Regions from separate parts of the Capra hircus genome. Here region 2 is linked to region 1. A link is a contact called in public Hi-C data. All regions are on one chromosome and are shown on one strand. The core of a region is the stretch at or near the end of the contact, and the rest is flanking DNA. Distances in the headings are between cores, read along the strand shown.

Region 1 (3,433 bases), core at 386-2,885:
ATGAGAAGTGTCATAGTCGTAAATGTATAGGACAGCTACGAATTCCATGTGAGGTAGAATTAACCCCAGAATATTAGAGATACCTGTATTCAATTAAAAATGCAAAAAATAATTCTAGAGCCTTTTTATGTAGTTATGCTAGTTGACAAGTGATTAGTATATCTCACTAAATTAATGTCATGTTATGCTTGGCTTTTTATGAAATACAGTCAATTTCTAAGCAAACAATGTGATTTAATTTGGTCAGAGCTGGAGATTTTGTTCTAGTCATTTAAATTTCCACCCAGCTTAAGTTGGTTATCTGCTCTTGCAAAGTGGGGAGTAGGAGAAAACAGCAGTGGAGGAATGACTTGGAAACTGGGTCGTCTGGACTGAGTGTGGCAGGAAATTGCATGGTCTGCTTGCCTCTTGGGCTTCTGTCTGCCCAGACATTGCTTCTTTAAGAGGGGAGCCATAGTGCTGCATATTCTTCAGTGTATTATTTTCTTCTGAATTAAAAGTTTCAGCAACTAAAGCTTGTTGGTGTCAGAAGTTAGCTACGTAGACTATTGTGTTCACATAGGACATCCTGGGCCATTCACTTCTTTTTCTTTTTATTGAAGTAGAGTTGATTTATAATAGTGTGTTAGTTTCAGGTTTACATTCACTTCTTAGTACCCAAAACAAGTAAGGAAATAATGGCCTGGGTCAAAAGAGGATGTTTACACTGTGATTGCCTCTGTTTTTTTGTCCTCCATGGCCAACTCTATAAAAGGCACCTTTCTTTAAGAAAGAATGAGTTCATTATATGCAAGATGCCTTCTATATGACATTACTCATCCGTCTTGCAAAGCCATACTTGGACTAGGGAGGGGGTGTGTGCAAACAGTTTTAGTTTGGGGATTTAAGTACAGGTGAGCTCTTCCTATGGTATTTGTACTTAGGCAAATGCACGAAACTAGGGGGGAATGAGATCTGAAAGGTTTTTTTGAGTCCCTACTTATAAAATAACCAGCAGCTCTTACATCTGACTGATCTAGAAGTTGTTTTGGGTCCTGGCCTTGACCAATGTTTCCTCAAATATTTGTAAGGCTTCAAGTAAAACTAAGGTGTTGCTTGTTTTTGTCTAAAGGGAGATATTTGCAGGATAACCTAACCCAAACCATGCTGAAGAAAGGTGCTTCTATTTCTAGGCTTTGGCTTGGTATCTCCAGGTAAAACTTTGTCATATTAATTGCTCACAAAATCCCTGCTCACCTATCACTTCTTTAGTGGCTCAAGAACTAATGCCTTGCTGCTACAAATGTGAGAGTGAATCAGAAGGTGTGTAGACCATGTGTGCCTGAACCAGCTTGTAAGAAAGAAAACCTTTCTGTCTTCCAGAAAACGTGTAGGAAATGACAGTCAGACTTCCCAATGCCACTGTCCTCTTTCATTTTATAGTCTGCTTCCTTTGGGATACTTTGTTTTTGGTAATTTTTAGTTGAACATAAAGAACCAGAGAATAAAATTATTTAAGAAATATTGGATGCCACTAACAACTTGGGTGGTGTCAGCCCAGCAACGTGATGGTGTTTAAAATGCCTTATCAGCATTTCATGGGGCTGAAGACCCACCCTAAAGACATCTGTGCTTATTCCAAAATGCCCTCAGATGCAGCTGTTGTGTGGCTACACACCCGTTGTCCGGAGTTTCTGTATTTCCGTGCCAAGTCTTTAGCTATGGAACCAACCTAACTGGCAAAACAGGAATGTAACAAATGATCCCTGTGATATGAGTCATAGTAACTATTTATATGGAAGAGGTTGCTAAGACATTACAGGAAGCACATGCATAAGGTATCTTACTGGGACAGGTCTTATTGAATTAGGTAGACGTATGTAATTTGTAATCAACAACCTGCTCTCAGATATGTGGTTCTAAATTTCAGATTATAATCAAATCAAACTTTAAAAATGTCTTCACTTTAGAGTAACTCTATCAGTGCTGCTGGAGTTTAAAAAAAAAAAAAAAAAAAAAAGAGCAGATAAAAGCCTGACCAGTTGAGGAAGATACATTTTCCTCCTAGACCGAGATACATTGCCTCCAGGCCAGGGCTCATGGCTTCCTGCTTAGTAGCTGTGACCACTCCTGAAGATTTCATACACCCTAGGATATTATTGTGATTTTACCTTTTCTTGAAATGATCTTCACTAAAGAAGAGGATTTAGAGTAAGCTAGGGTTTTTAATAAAGTAACATTTTCCTCCTACTTTCTTCTGTAACAGAGGTTGGCAAACTTTTACCGTAAAGAGCCATATAGTAAGGATTTTCAGCTTTTCAGGCCATTCCATGTTGTACCTCTCATTTTGCCATTACCTACTCACTTTGCCATCATAACAGCCCCAGACAACACATAAACAAATGAGCATGGCTGTGTTCCAATAAAAGTTTTTTACAAAGTGAGGGCCTGGACCAGACTTGGCCTGCAAGTCACAGTTTTCCGACCTCTCCTCTATAAGCAATGTTGTGTTTAGTCCTGATGAACGTTTTAAATATATTGAAGAGTGGACTGTAAAGAGTAATGAACATCACACGCAGGGTCAGGAAACCTGTGTCAAGGCCTGGATCCTCCACTGCAGCTTTCATTTGATACAAGTCAGTGATTTCCTTCAGCCCCAGTCATCTCCTCAGTGAGGTGAGCGGATGGACAAAATGACCACTAAGATACTTTTGATTGGCATTCTCTGTTTCTGAAAAGACACAGGGCTCGGCTGATGTAATTCATCATCAGTAGGAAATTTAGAGAGAAGTTTTGCGTCCACAGGGATCTAGGTAGACTAGAATCATGAATTCAGTCTCACAAAGTGAAATTTAGTATGGCAAGTATTAATATTAGTGTCTAGTGCTTAGGTTTTAAAAAGATAGAGCGACGTGCAGACAGGGTGGGAGAGTCCTAGTTTAAAGCAACATAGGTGAAAGGTTTGAGCTGATGACTAGCTTGTGATGAGTCAACAAAGTAAAGTGACTGCCCACAAGGCAGGGTGATATTAAGCTGCAGTAGTGGAGAAAAGTGTCCAAGAAGAGAGGTCAAGAGCCGTAAGTTTTTGCTGACAAGACCACACCTTGAGTATTGTGATCAGTAGAGACACACCCCTTAGGTCAAACTTTGACACTTGGAGAGTGTTCAGAGCAGAGGACCAACATGACAAGGAAATTCCGTGCCCTGCCTTGAGAGGAGGTTGTTCATGAGTGAGGAGGGGACAGGCACCAGGAGTATAGACACTGCTGGACTTAGAATCTTGTAGAAAATGACGTAAAAATAAAACTTTGCATCTTTAGCATCTAGATTAGTACCCCAAACCTAATAGGCACTCACATATTTGTTGAAGGAGAGCCTCTAAATGTGTCAAGAATGTTCAAGTGGAAGAAGTAATCTACTTGTTCTTGGTGATGTCAGAGACCAGAACTAGGAC
Region 2 (3,433 bases), core at 441-2,940, 68 kb after region 1:
GCAGAGGTAGAAAAAAACAAGACATGAAAAGACTTACCAGCCTAGCAGGGATTGGTTAGAGCAGAGGGCTTGTGACCACAAGGAAGCTTGGTTTAAAGCAGTGATGGGAGAGGGAAAGGTCTGCAGTGTAAAGGGATGTGGTAAGATGGGATTAGTGACAGAAGGGAAGATAGACTGAGTGTGAGGAGACTGCTAAGAGCTGGCTATTGATCAAATGTCGACAGTGAGGAGGTCCAGAATTAAACACACAGACACACACACACACAAGCATAGACAAAACAGAAATCACCACCATACTGCAGGCATGAGATTTCTGTAGGTTACTGGCCCAGTGCTAAGCCTTCTAGGAACCGCCCCGTGTTCCTAAAAGAAAAGATGGAAACAACAGTCTCACTGCTTTTTTATTCTTAGATAATGATAGCTGAAAAATCCATTTCAGCATGCAGCTTTATTTTTTCTCCATCTTAACTTTAGGCTTGTCAGTCCAACTGTTAGCAACAAGAAAGTATATAGATGAAGGCAATGTTCTCCAAGTGACAAGCTTTAGGGAATAGACACATTAAACTGGGATGAGTCAGTTAAGTAACAAGAAGAGTTCTGTGAGTTATTTTATGTACTTATCTTGGGAAAAATACAGTATGGAAGAGGAAATGGATGGCTTGATGGAAATTTGCTTGGAGAAATCTGTTAAAAAATGATTCCCCTCCCGGTATATGTTCCCAATGTTGTTGATGCTCAGTCACTAAGTTGTGGACTCTTTACAAGCTAATGGACTGTAGACTTTGGGGCTCCTCTATCCATGGGATTTCCCAGGCAAGGATACTGGATTGGGTTGCCATTTGCTTTTCCAGAGGATCTTTCCAGATCAGGGATCGAACCTGTCTCTTCTGCATTGACAGGCAGACTTTACCACTGAGCCACCAGGTTAGCCCTATTTTTCCAATAGTCTTCTACAATTATTAAAATGCCCTTCAACTTTGTCTTCCACGAGACTTGCACATTTTTCTTTCTCTTGAATATATAACAAATCCTGAGTAGCTTGCTGAGGGGCTTTCATCTTTTCCCTTAGCACCCTAAATGCATAAACAGTCATTCATCTTATTTGGACTCTCCTTACACTGACTTCAGCCACGCCTCAGAAGACCTCAATTCGCTGGAGCGGACTTGAGAGGTGGAGCCCACGTTCCATAAATCCCCAAGCGATGTTGATGCTTGCCAAGTTATAGCAAACTGGAGCCTCCACTGGCCGAGTGTGTTCAGGTGATAAGGAAGATGACTGGGAACAGTCTGAAAACAGGCACAGAAGTTTGGGAATGAGTCCGAAGCAGCGACTAATTTTGCTTTTTCCCGGTCCCTAGTTTGCCGATACTCAGTCCTTGTGGATTGACCACTCTGAAGGCCGGGATGCGCTCGGTTGGAGTTACAGCCGGTTGCGCGGTCAGGCTACCGCCCACCTCACTCTTTGCTCGCCGGAATTGCTGGAGCGCCCCACCTGCTGTGCAGCTCCGCCTAGCCTCCTAAGGCCGGCGCCTGCCGCACCCCCTCACCGCTGAGCCCTGCCCCGCAGCACGCGCTGTAGGCCGGCGCTCCGCCCCTCCCGTCACGTGACAGCCCAGCCCTCCGCGTGCGCTTGGATTGGTTCTCGAGACCCAGGGGGTGGGTTCTAGTCTACAGCCCTGCCCCGCAACGCGGCTGCAGTTTTCAAACCTCAACTGTACGCTCCCGTCACCGTCTTCGCCGCCGTAGTCGGGAGCCACCTCACTGGGGAGGTCAGGTCACAACTGTTAGCCGTTGTCCGGAAGGGTAAAAGTGGGTCCTGCCACGCTCGGAGCTGCGCGGCACCTCAAAGGGCTAGAGCTGGAGAACGTGTCCTGTCGTGGCCACCTGCGTGGGGCCGGATTGGAGCCCCCTTGGAGGGGGCAGCCCCGGGAGAACCTGCTGCGGCCCGAGCGGTCAGTGTCTTCCGCTTCGCGCGTCCTCGGTCCTGCTGGGTTTGGCGGGTAGGCTGGGGGCTGCGACTCCAAACCCCCAAGCAGCCCCCTTTACTGGTGGAAAGGAGACCCAGATCGTGGGAGGGGTCCCGAGGAGGGATGCCAGCAGTGTGGGCGGATCCGGGGTCGGCTTAGACCTCCGGTCTGGGGAAGATGGGCTCAGACACCGTCGTCCCCGGGTGGCCCGACTGCTCCGGACCCCTTGCCGCATTCCGGCTGGAGTCCTGCTTCCCTGGTTCCTTTGGGTGCGGCGCTCGGGACGGCGGCTGGACCTCCCAGTACCTTTCTCAGCCAGGTCCGTGTGTGTGTGTGTGTGTGTGTGCTTGTGTGTGTGTGTGTGTGGCCCGGTCTCTTCCCGGGTCTCATTCCGCGGGAACCCCTTCGCCACCGGCTCGCTCGCGTCCTTTCCACGTCGCGTCGACGTGGTCCCTTTGGACCACGAGTGGGACTCCCACTCTGGTCCCTTCCGAGTTCACAGCTGGGGTGTGGGGCCCAGGACGTGTTCACATCTGGACTCATGGACACATCCTGCTCACAGCTGCCTTTCGTCGGGAGAAAGTTTTTGCTCATCTTGTGGGACATTTTCAGTTACTACTTATGAACAGATTTTTTTTAAGTCAGTGAATAGAGAAGTCGAGTTGCAGTTGTTTCCGTGATTTCCTGCGATCTGGTTTTATTTTGACGCCATGTAATACAACTGCGTGACGGCTACGGTTTTGACATTTACTCAACTCTTTGTTTTATATAGGGAAAGCGCTTTATTTGAGTTCTCTTAGAGACGAAGCTGAAAGAGACTGTGGGCAGCTAGTAGCTGATGTTAGTTCTTCCTCTGGCTGTGATGGGACAGAGGCCTTCCAACATCAATCTGCAAATTGAAATTAAGGAAAAGAAAACATTTTAAAGCCACATATTGATAAGATTTCAGTTATATTAGGTCTGTGTCACATTCGCTGATTGTTTTGCCAGCGTGTAATGCTTACATCTCTGGTACTGATGATGTGCGGTGATGTGTGATACCTTGATTGCCCTTATAGATTCTCAAGAGTTTGAGAATGTGTGCCCTGAAACAGCATGGTCTACTGAGATGGCTGGGCAAGTGGCAGCATATATAACCTGGCATTTTGAGCCTGGGCCCACAATCTTATTAAAAGATGATAAACCTACTTTGTCGTTGATTCACCACTGGTTTTATAGTAAATTGTCCAGAAGTAGTTTTCAGCAACTTCCAAAGTGTTTGTTTTACAAATATTAAACCACATGCCCATAAAATGCTGTGTGTTTGAAAAAGTTGGTCCACAGAAACAGTGTCCTAGTTTAAAACTCCTCTTCTTTCCCCTTCACCCTCCTCTGAGCAGATGTTCAGTTTTTAATTTTTTTTTCTGTTTTAATAGCTGAAGTTATTAGTAGCTGCTTTATTCTTGAGGTACCTATCATACATTTTA

The links. A called contact is a pair of places that touch in the nucleus more often than the background predicts.
Region 2: a contact with region 1 is called in a Hi-C map of blood, with 2.6 times the contacts expected there. The contact joins the promoter of STK17B here to the enhancer-like site in region 1. A contact is called at or near these places in 2 of 5 Hi-C or Micro-C datasets (both in blood).

Annotation. Positions count from the first base shown.
Region 1 is chr2:51,208,101-51,211,533 of ARS1.2, forward strand. The region is part of intron 21 of HECW2 (E3 ubiquitin-protein ligase HECW2); the gene reads left to right. Among named protein-coding and RNA genes, the nearest start is that of STK17B, 68 kb to the right of the region's middle. Within about 2 kb of position 1,636, at least 3 of the 5 cell types and tissues checked have an H3K27ac peak or open chromatin away from gene starts, as enhancers often do.
Region 2 is chr2:51,275,646-51,279,078 of ARS1.2, forward strand. It overlaps STK17B (serine/threonine-protein kinase 17B), which reads left to right and starts at 1,691. Exons shown (of 8, transcript XM_005676292.3): 1 at 1,691-1,952.